Linked DNA regions of Sus scrofa: region 1 is linked to region 2. The links are chromatin contacts, called in public Hi-C maps. All regions are on one chromosome and are shown on one strand. The core of a region is the stretch at or near the end of the contact, and the rest is flanking DNA. Distances in the headings are between cores, read along the strand shown. Region 1 holds the start of SMC5 (structural maintenance of chromosomes protein 5). Region 2 has its middle 28 kb from the start of MAMDC2.

What was found. Hi-C and Micro-C count contacts between places; a contact is called where the count stands out from the background.
Region 1: a Hi-C map of skeletal muscle shows a contact between it and region 2, with 2.1 times the contacts expected there. The contact joins the promoter of SMC5 here to the enhancer-like site in region 2. A contact is called at or near these places in 2 of 47 Hi-C or Micro-C datasets (fibroblasts and skeletal muscle) and 2 of 2 datasets of contacts at active chromatin or transcription factors (alveolar macrophages and skeletal muscle).

The regions. Positions count from the first base shown.
Region 1 is chr1:223,558,753-223,563,131 of Sscrofa11.1, forward strand. It overlaps SMC5 (structural maintenance of chromosomes protein 5), which reads left to right and starts at 1,519. Exons shown (of 24, transcript XM_021064744.1): 1 at 1,519-1,850. The coding sequence starts at 1,654.
Region 2 is chr1:223,511,426-223,515,865 of Sscrofa11.1, forward strand. No RefSeq gene overlaps it. Among named protein-coding and RNA genes, the nearest start is that of MAMDC2, 28 kb to the right of the region's middle. Within about 2 kb of position 3,101, at least 10 of the 83 cell types and tissues checked have an H3K27ac peak or open chromatin away from gene starts, as enhancers often do. A contact at or near this core is called in alveolar macrophages and skeletal muscle, where this site is marked.

The DNA.
Region 1 (4,379 bases), core at 269-2,768, 46 kb after region 2:
GGTTATATTGGTTCCCCACTCTTAACTCCTATTACTGCTGCCTGTATTATTTTACTATTAGGGTAGATTTTCCCAAATACAACTATTTCTCCAAAGAAATTGACTCATCAAAGGCTCTTGAAGCAGAGTACCAAGTTACTTTTCAAACAATTTCTACTAGCAGTGTAGCATATAACGGTATAGTGCCCTCCTAAACACTATCTTTATTATTTCCTGTTCAGAAGTTTCAAAATTCTTCTTTAATTTCTATTTAAAATTTTTTTGTGGAGCTCCTTGGTGGCTCAGCAGCTTAAGGATCCAGAATTGTCACTGCCGTGGTTACAGCTATAGTGCAGGTTACATCCTTGGCCTGGGAACTTCATGCTGCAAGCAAAGTCAAAATTTTATAAATATATATTTTTTTCCTAATAACCATGAAAATTTTACATGTTTTTCCAACTCATTTTTTCGTTGATTATAACTTTGAGAGCGTGGATTTCACTCCTGTGAGAGAAAGAATCAGAAACCTGGAAAAGGAGCATTGGTCCAGGAGTCAGAAATCAGGGTTCTACTGCCAGCCTTCCCTTTGTTAACTCCTTCCATGGTTTACTCCCCCAACCACAGCCTTTGTCTTTGCCCAGAATGCTCTTTTCTTATTTCCACACCTGGCTCTTTCTTCGCCTTCAGGGTTTAGCCCAAATATCACTCCCTCTGACAGGCCTTCCCTGCCTCTCCATCACATTCATTCTGTTTTTCTCTTCTGAGCATCTATCTCCGCCAGAAATTAGGTTAACTTGTTCTTTTTCTATCTCTCCACTCACTCCCTCAAGGCCACAACCCAGCCTCTGGTAGATTAGACATTATCAGTTGAGGAATGACACATAAGTAGGTCGCAGGAAGCTCATCTTAAAAGGGAGGTTAATTAGACAAATGTGAGCCAGTTTAAGTGGAACACCCTCTACACCATGCCAGGGAGCTCCGGGGTTTCCGGAAACTTCGAGGGAGGGAGTCTTAAAAGGGAATTAACGAGGGGATGGACAGTCAATGAGGAGAATCTGTGTGGTGCAGTCTTTCTACCAGTTGGAGAGTGCAGGAGACCATAGCGCCATGCTTTAAGAGAGAGGAAGGCATAGAGCCATTTGGAAGAGTTTCCTTTCTTTTCTTTCTTTTTGGACATGGGAACCTGCTTGAAAACAAAGAAAGAAGACGAAGAGGCCCGAACCGAGGGCAGACTCCGAGCATCACCAATGGGGTCTGACGTTGCCCACACGAGGTGCCATCACAAACACCGTCCTCCTTTCTCTCCCGGATGTTTCCTCAGAGCACTGAAAAGGCTTTCAAAATACTAAATGCAACTGATGTCTTTTTTTGAGTTAAAAAACAAAACCAAAACAAAACTTCTCAAAGTATACAGACATAGAGAAAAGTGACCGGAAGCAGCTTCCCCCAGCTCCACCCCCGCTTTCGCAAGGGTTTCGGCCTTCCAGGCCCAGCACTGGGCGGTGCGTGACCGCTGACGCCAGCGATCTCAACTACGCAGGCGCGAGGGCGGGCTCCCGGCAGGGGGTGGGGGAGTCGCGCGCCAGGGCAGGTCGCGCGGGAGCCGGGCGCTGGAGCGCAGGGGCTGCAGGTCGGTGGGAACGGAAGCCAGCTCAAGAAGGAAAGGAAGCCAGAATGGCGACACCGAGCAAGAAAACGTCTACACCAATCCCCCTGGCCTCCAAGAGAGCTCTCCCCAGAGATCCCTCGTCGGAGGTCCCGAGCAAGAAAAAGAGTTCGGCCCCGCCGGCGGCGCCGCCTCCACTGCCGCTGCAGTCTTCAGGGCCTTTCGTAGAAGGCTCTATCGTCCGCATCGCGATGGAGAACTTCCTGTGAGTGGCCAGAGGCCGGGCTGGGGAGGCGAGCGGGCCCTCGGGCTGGGGGCGCAGGCTGCATGCGTGCAGGGGTAGGTGGGTGGATGTGTGCCTGGCTTGTGGGTTTAACAGTAAATTCGTGCTGAGATTGCCGTCAGGAGTTTTATTCGTCGGCCATGAAGATTGACGTGTGTGTCGATGTGGTAGGAGTGTGTCTTGGGTGATATGTTTTTTTTTAATTCTTAACGCCAATGTTGTTTGAAGACGTCATATGGCGGGCAGTGGACGTAGTAGGGATTCGATCTCTGCCCCCTGGGAGTCACAGCCTGTAGAGGTAGGACGTAATCTGTAATTGGCAAAACTGTGGTTCTTGGGAACTCAGAGGAAGCAACAGTTAAATCAGAACGGCAGTGATGCCGTGACAGATTCGTGAAGAGTAGGCAGTTGCTAGGTGGACAAAGATGGTGAAGGTTTCCTAATGGAGGTTGAAATGTACCTGAAAATTAAGCCTTACTCTCAGTTATTGCGCTCCCAGAAGACCCTTGACCCTTTCAAATCTGGCTTTCTGGTTCCTTTTTTATCCCTTCAGACAACTAACCATAATACTCACTGTAGAATTTTTAAATATGTTTTAACACAAATACCGTGTATCTGTTTAGCACCTTAAAGTTCATTTAAGATTTATTTTTTTTTAAGCTTGCGCAGAGTAACATAGGGAAAACAGAATTGCAGTAACATTACTAACATTATTTTTCAAACATCTGTCATGTGCTATAGAAGTAGGTGCTTTATTTACACAATGCTCTCATTCTTTCCTGGTAACAACTCTTTATATTATTTCCATTGATAAGCTCAGAGGTTAATTTGCCCACGTTTACACAGCTAATAAGTAGCGGAATTGTTGTTTGAATCCAAATCAGGAAAGATAAATATAATCAAACGAAGTATTTGCCTTAATAACATATGTGCATCAGGATGCAAGGGGGGAGCAATGGCTAAAATGGTTAATTTTGTCCACAACTGTGAGAAGGGCTTTGTACTGGAGATTATGACATTCTTAAAAAGGAAGAGCATTGCTGACAGAAGGAATTACCTGAAATGGTTATGATTAAGAAGTTTCCAGTATTTTAATATGGTTAGAGCACAGGATGTGAATATGTGAACAGGGTTTATACTGAAGACAACTCTTGGGGGTCTGTGTTTCCTATGCTGAGGAATTCCAGTTCTATGCTGTAGGTTGCCAGGTTAAGTGCATGCATGACATGTGACATATTACTTCAGCAGCATTGTGAAGGATCATTTAGAAAAGGTGCAAAAGTGAAGGCAACAAGGCTTTTACAATACAAGGGCAGAGATGATTCAGAGTTTGACCCTAACGCTGGAAAGTGGGAGCAGAAAGAAGAGATTTGACAGGGTCCGGCTGCAGATTATTTGTGAGGCATGATAGTAAGGGAGGATGCAGCATTTTTCTTAAGTCTCTGCCTTGGAGAATTGGACATTTATAGTGGTATTCAGTAGAAGGAACAGTTTGGGGAAGATAATAAATGCCTTTTGGAACCTGTGACTTGAAGTTTCCTGTGGGACATCTAAAAGATTTCTGTAGGGAGGGTTTTTGGTTTTTTGCTGTACCCACAGCATGCAAAGTTCCCAGGCCGGGGATCAAACCCATGCCACAACAGCAACCCAAGCCACTCCCATGGCAACACCAGATCCTTAACCCACTGTACCACAAGGGAACTCCTATAGGCAATATTTCTAAGTGTTTGGAGCTTACTGGAAAATGTGAACAGGAGAGAGAATTGGAAATCATGCATATAAGTGGTTGTTGAAATTGCAGAAATGGTTGAAATTGCCCAAAAGGAAATATGATTGGGAATAGAAGACCAAGTACAGAGTCCTGGAGAAATCCCTGTATTTAAGGCCAGGCATATCTCACAGATTGAGAAGGAACTGTTCAGAGAAGTAAGAGGAGAACTGTGGGAGAGTATTATCAAAGAAGCCAAGGAAAAAGATCCAAAAACATCATTTGCTACTTTGAATTCAGATTACAGGAGAGAAAAGAACCCATGCATTTAGCAGTTAGGAAATCTTTGACTCTTTGATGAAGTCGTGTAGGCAGAAAACTAAGTAATAGAAGTGTGAATGAACGTGGGGAAATATAGCTTGAATGTGAAGAGGAGCAAGAAAAGGTAGTTGGAAAGTGCAAAGCTAGGTGAAGTTTTGTTTTATGTTCACAGTGGAGAGGTCTTTGAGGCATAGAAAACCAAAATGGCCAGAGAGAGTAGTCTAGGAAAGGATTTCCCAAGTCAAATGGGATTGAGAGTGGAGAGAGAGAGTGCTAGGCAGAAGGAATAGTGTGCACAAGGCTTAGAAAAAGAAGGAAGCATAAGGGATAGTCGAGAAACTGAAGGAAATTCTTTACGGATTGAATTTAGAGGTCTTATTAGAGCATAGAGGAAGAAGATAGTAGAAAAAGATGAGTTAGAGCTAAATTATGAAGGGTCCTATTTTTCTTTCTCTTTTTTTTAAACAAGTAATGTCAGATTT
Region 2 (4,440 bases), core at 1,851-4,350:
AATGAAAAACTTTGGCTGTAAATCTGCAAATCGACCACATGGTGCCCTCTGCTCCAGGATGAAAGCCCTCTATGAGCAGAAGGACTCCTGCTGGGTAAAGCTGGAGGCTGCTCAGTCTTTGTTGCTTGTCAAAGCCAAGAGCTGAATCAAATCAGATGGGTCTTTAAAAAAATGAACAAAGCACATGGGTCTTTTAAGAAAAAAGTGTTGGTCAGCTAAAGCCTTATTTAAAAACACATGGTCATTCTGCCTTTTGTGGTATCGGAAGACCAAATATAGTATCTGCAGGATGTATGCTATTATAGTTTAGCAACTATTTCCCAAAAGTGGCTGGGATTCTAAAAATACTCAAGTCTTATCCTCTTTTTTTTCTAGATAAAGCTCCACTCAGCCTGTCTTTAGAGTTTTGTGAAAATTCCACCCCTTTAGTTAAGTGTCTAATGCTGGAATTTTTGTTTTGCTGTATGTTTTTTAATTTTTAAAGTTCTATTACAACTTATTTTCAAATCGTTAAATGAATGCAATTGCATTATAGATTGTAGTATAGGATATCCTGCAATTGTGTCAATAGCATCATAATGAAGGGCTCTGGTCTTTCACTGACTAGATTATAGTAATTTTGTGAATAATTATTCCACCAACTCTGCAGTCACCATATCCAAATTTATTTGTGCAAAATGACTTTAAAAGATTTTTAAACCTCATCAGAAGAGAAGTTAAATCTAACGCAGAACCAAATCCTCTGGTAAATTGTTGAGGTCTGCCACTGTAACAAGAATCTAACTAGGTTTGTTTTGTGAACATGAGTAATTGATGGTACTGTTGGCATAGGATTGAAATGTTTCTGTCTGAAGAGAGAAGGCCATTTCTGGAAACTATCATTCACATCCTAATTATAGGCCCAACTGGTACTCTTCAATTGGTAAAGTAGGTGGTAGATTAACCCAGCAACCTGGCCAGCTATGTCTCTCGAGCAGGCCATAGAAACTACTTTAAAAGACAGTGAAAAGAAACCAGTCACTTCAGCCAGTGTTGAGCTCTTTAACAATCTTTTTAAACTACACGCACGACCAGGGTCTGTGGTTGTGTATTCCAGAGCTCCCTGCAAAGCTTCACTTCTTCCCTCCCTTAGCAAAATCATATTGACTGTGTTGGGTGACACTTAAACTATGACACTTCCTGCAGTTAAAATCAGTCACCCAGATTCTTTTAAAACTCCGTCCTGATTTGGTTTGGGAAAGTAAGTTCCTGACATATCTGTTTCTCTACTTTTTCTTCCACTTTTAACAGGTTAAGAGGCAGTCTAGTCCCTCTGACTATCACAGCTTTGTGGCTGGGTTTCTGTACAGACTCTCTCTCCATCCCACTGCCTCTCCCTGAAAAAAAAAAAAAAGCTTTAGGAGAGGCTTGAAATTATATACTATGAGGAAAGTTTTCTCCATTACTCTTTTGGATCTGCTGCCTGTCATTATGTTATTTTGAGGGAGAAGATCATTGTTTTTTGAAAGGGAGACAAGCTTGGGTTGGGGGGTGGGGGAGACACACTGTTGCCCTTTGACAATTTGCAGATTTCTGAAGCAGGAAATTGGAACAGTAAAGCCCTGATCATCTTGGGGATGATTATTCAGCTGGAGTCTTAGTCCATCTCCCTTGCCTTTCTGCTCTTTTGCCTTTTCTTTCCAGGATCTAAGGATATTTCATTCCTCGTTAAAACCACCACCTGGTGATGTGCAGAGGAAGAGAAAACTAATTCCATCCAGTCCCTTTTTATAATGTAAACAACTGTCCTGCTTTGACTGAAGAGAATGAATAGTTTGAAATTGACAGTGAATCCAAAAAGGAGGTCCAGATCTTGAAAGCGACTCACATAGGGACTACATGTAATAGGAGCTGAGCAAGTGGGATTTGAAAGTACAGCAGTTTTCTACCCCCTCGATCACTGGTTCTCTCAAAATCTCAGAGATTTTGCCCCTGCCTGCCCCTGCCTGCCCCACCCCCTCCACATCCTCAAAGGGACCTTTGGCAATGTTTGGAGACATGTTTTCTCCAACATGTTATGACTTGTGAATGATATTGGTATCTAGTGGGTAGGAACCAGGAATGCTTAAAATCCTGCAGTGCACAGGGCAGTGACCCACAGCAAAGAACTATCTAGCCCCAAATATCAATAGTAAATAAATGATCACGTGCAATTCTGTTTTAAGTATGATAAAAAGTAAGTTAAATCATATTTTGATCCTTCCTTGACTATATTTACAATTGTTTGCAATTTTTTTTTATTTTCAATTAATTTATTTATGTATTTATTTAGCGCTGCACCCACGGCATGTGGAGGTTCCCAGGCCAGGGGTCCAGTCAAAGCTACAGCTGCCAGCCTACACCACAGCTGTAGCAACATCAGATCTGAGCCACATCTGTGACCTATGCCACAACTCACTTAATCACCAGATCCTTAACCCACTGAGTGAGGTCAGGGAGCAAACCCGCAACCTCACCATTCCTAGTCAGATTCCTTTCCTCCTACGCCATGATGGGAACTCCACAAATGTGTTTTTAATTGCTCTCCATTCAGTGCCTATTTTTATTTCCAAAATTAGGTAAATTTGAAATCAGTTTTTACTTAATATTCTCAATCAAAACAAAAATTTTTAAATATCACCAATCCCTAAGGACTGGAATCTGTATTAAACTGAAACAAATTGATTTACACAAAGCTAACTTAACCCTAACTCTTAAGAGGTCTGCAAAGTATCAGGAACACCTGTCTAAGGGATAGCATTTTACTTTGTCCCTCTTCTTTTCCCCTCTCACATAGGCAATAGTATATATTCAAAGTGCGTAAGATTTTTTTCCCAGTCTCTAGAGATATTCTCTGTGTCTTGAAATACTGACTAAAATGAAATAAGCACTGTTTTTGAAAAAGAGCTATAAAGAAAGGAGAGGTTAAGGAAATGGGCAATTTCCTTTTTGTCACATTCGTAACAGGACCCAGGGACAGATTTCTTAAGAACAGACCAAAATGTTTGGCTTTCTCTTTGCCTGTGTCAGCCAGGCCTAGTCATCAGCTTACCTAATCACCAACTGCCCTAAAATAACCTCTGCACCTCAAGCAGCCTCAAAATGTAAGAAGGCAGCACAAGAATAGGAGCTGACATTATGAGCATTATTAATAGCAGGTGGAAATCCAATGTGTTAGACTGAAATTAATCTGGTCCTGTTTCTTTTGTGTGTTGGAATGCAGATAGACAACTGCAAACTGATCTGAGGTTTGAGCCCACAGTTTGAATCTAGTACATAGCTGGCTGAATTTGCAGATCTTTTATCAGACAGGACAACATGTGGCCTGGCCAGTATTGTAAGTGTAGAAAATCTTCTAAGATAGGAATAACCTAGTGACTTACCGTGGTCCAGAACATCTTCAGCATTTCGTTTAACCCTCTGTGGCAGTTTACACATTTGTTTGGCATGTCCAAAAGGAGCCAGGAAGCTCTACCCCGTGGAACTTTCTGCAATGAGGAAGTTTGCATAACTGCCGTGTCCAACTCACTTGACCACTAGCTATTTGTGGTTACTGAGCACTTGAAATGTGGTTAGTGCACCTAAGGGAAATGAACTTTTAATTCTATTTAATTTTATTTTATATAACCACATGTGCTCATGACTACTGTAGTAAATAATGCCAATCTGAAAAACAGTAACTCATTATTCCACATCTTAATTATAGATAACTTGAATCTTCTTTTTTCTCAATTATAAATATAACAAAATTAAAGAATGGTTAGAAAATAAAAGGAAATTCTGTTCAATACCCATAATTTTATGATCCTTCACAGAATTGTTAGGCATTCGGTAATGTTAAAGATTTTATCCAATGTATTTTTAGATGAATTAGATATAATTTGTCTTATTTTGTTGTATTTTATCTGTTAAAACCTTCTTTTTTCATTTTAATTATGAGTGGAATATATATTTCTGCTACTAAATAATATTCATAAGCTATCAGAGTGAATGATTGCCTTTCTTAGATTGAAGCATCGTAGTTTATTTATTTCCCCTATTTTTGAAATCTTAGGTTATTTCATTTGTTTGCTTGCTCGCTTGGTCTTATGGTCATTATGAAATAATGCTGTAGTCAACATGTGAAAGCAGATTAACATTTCTTCTCTTTAGGACATGTTTACATGCCAATTGTTTGAGTCTAATATACGTTAACAGTTTATACAGTGAATCATTTCACTGCCACAGATTCATTTTGAAAAAGTACTTTATCACTATTTTTGTCAAAAATAGACTTTAAAGCCACAAAAGGAAAAGAAAGCCAAGACTTTTCTCTCTGTACCACAATTAATTCAGTAATTTATAAGACAGATTATTATTCCCTCCTGTATAACACGAAGAATTGCTGATAAAATATAACTGCACTCAGGGCTGATAGCATAA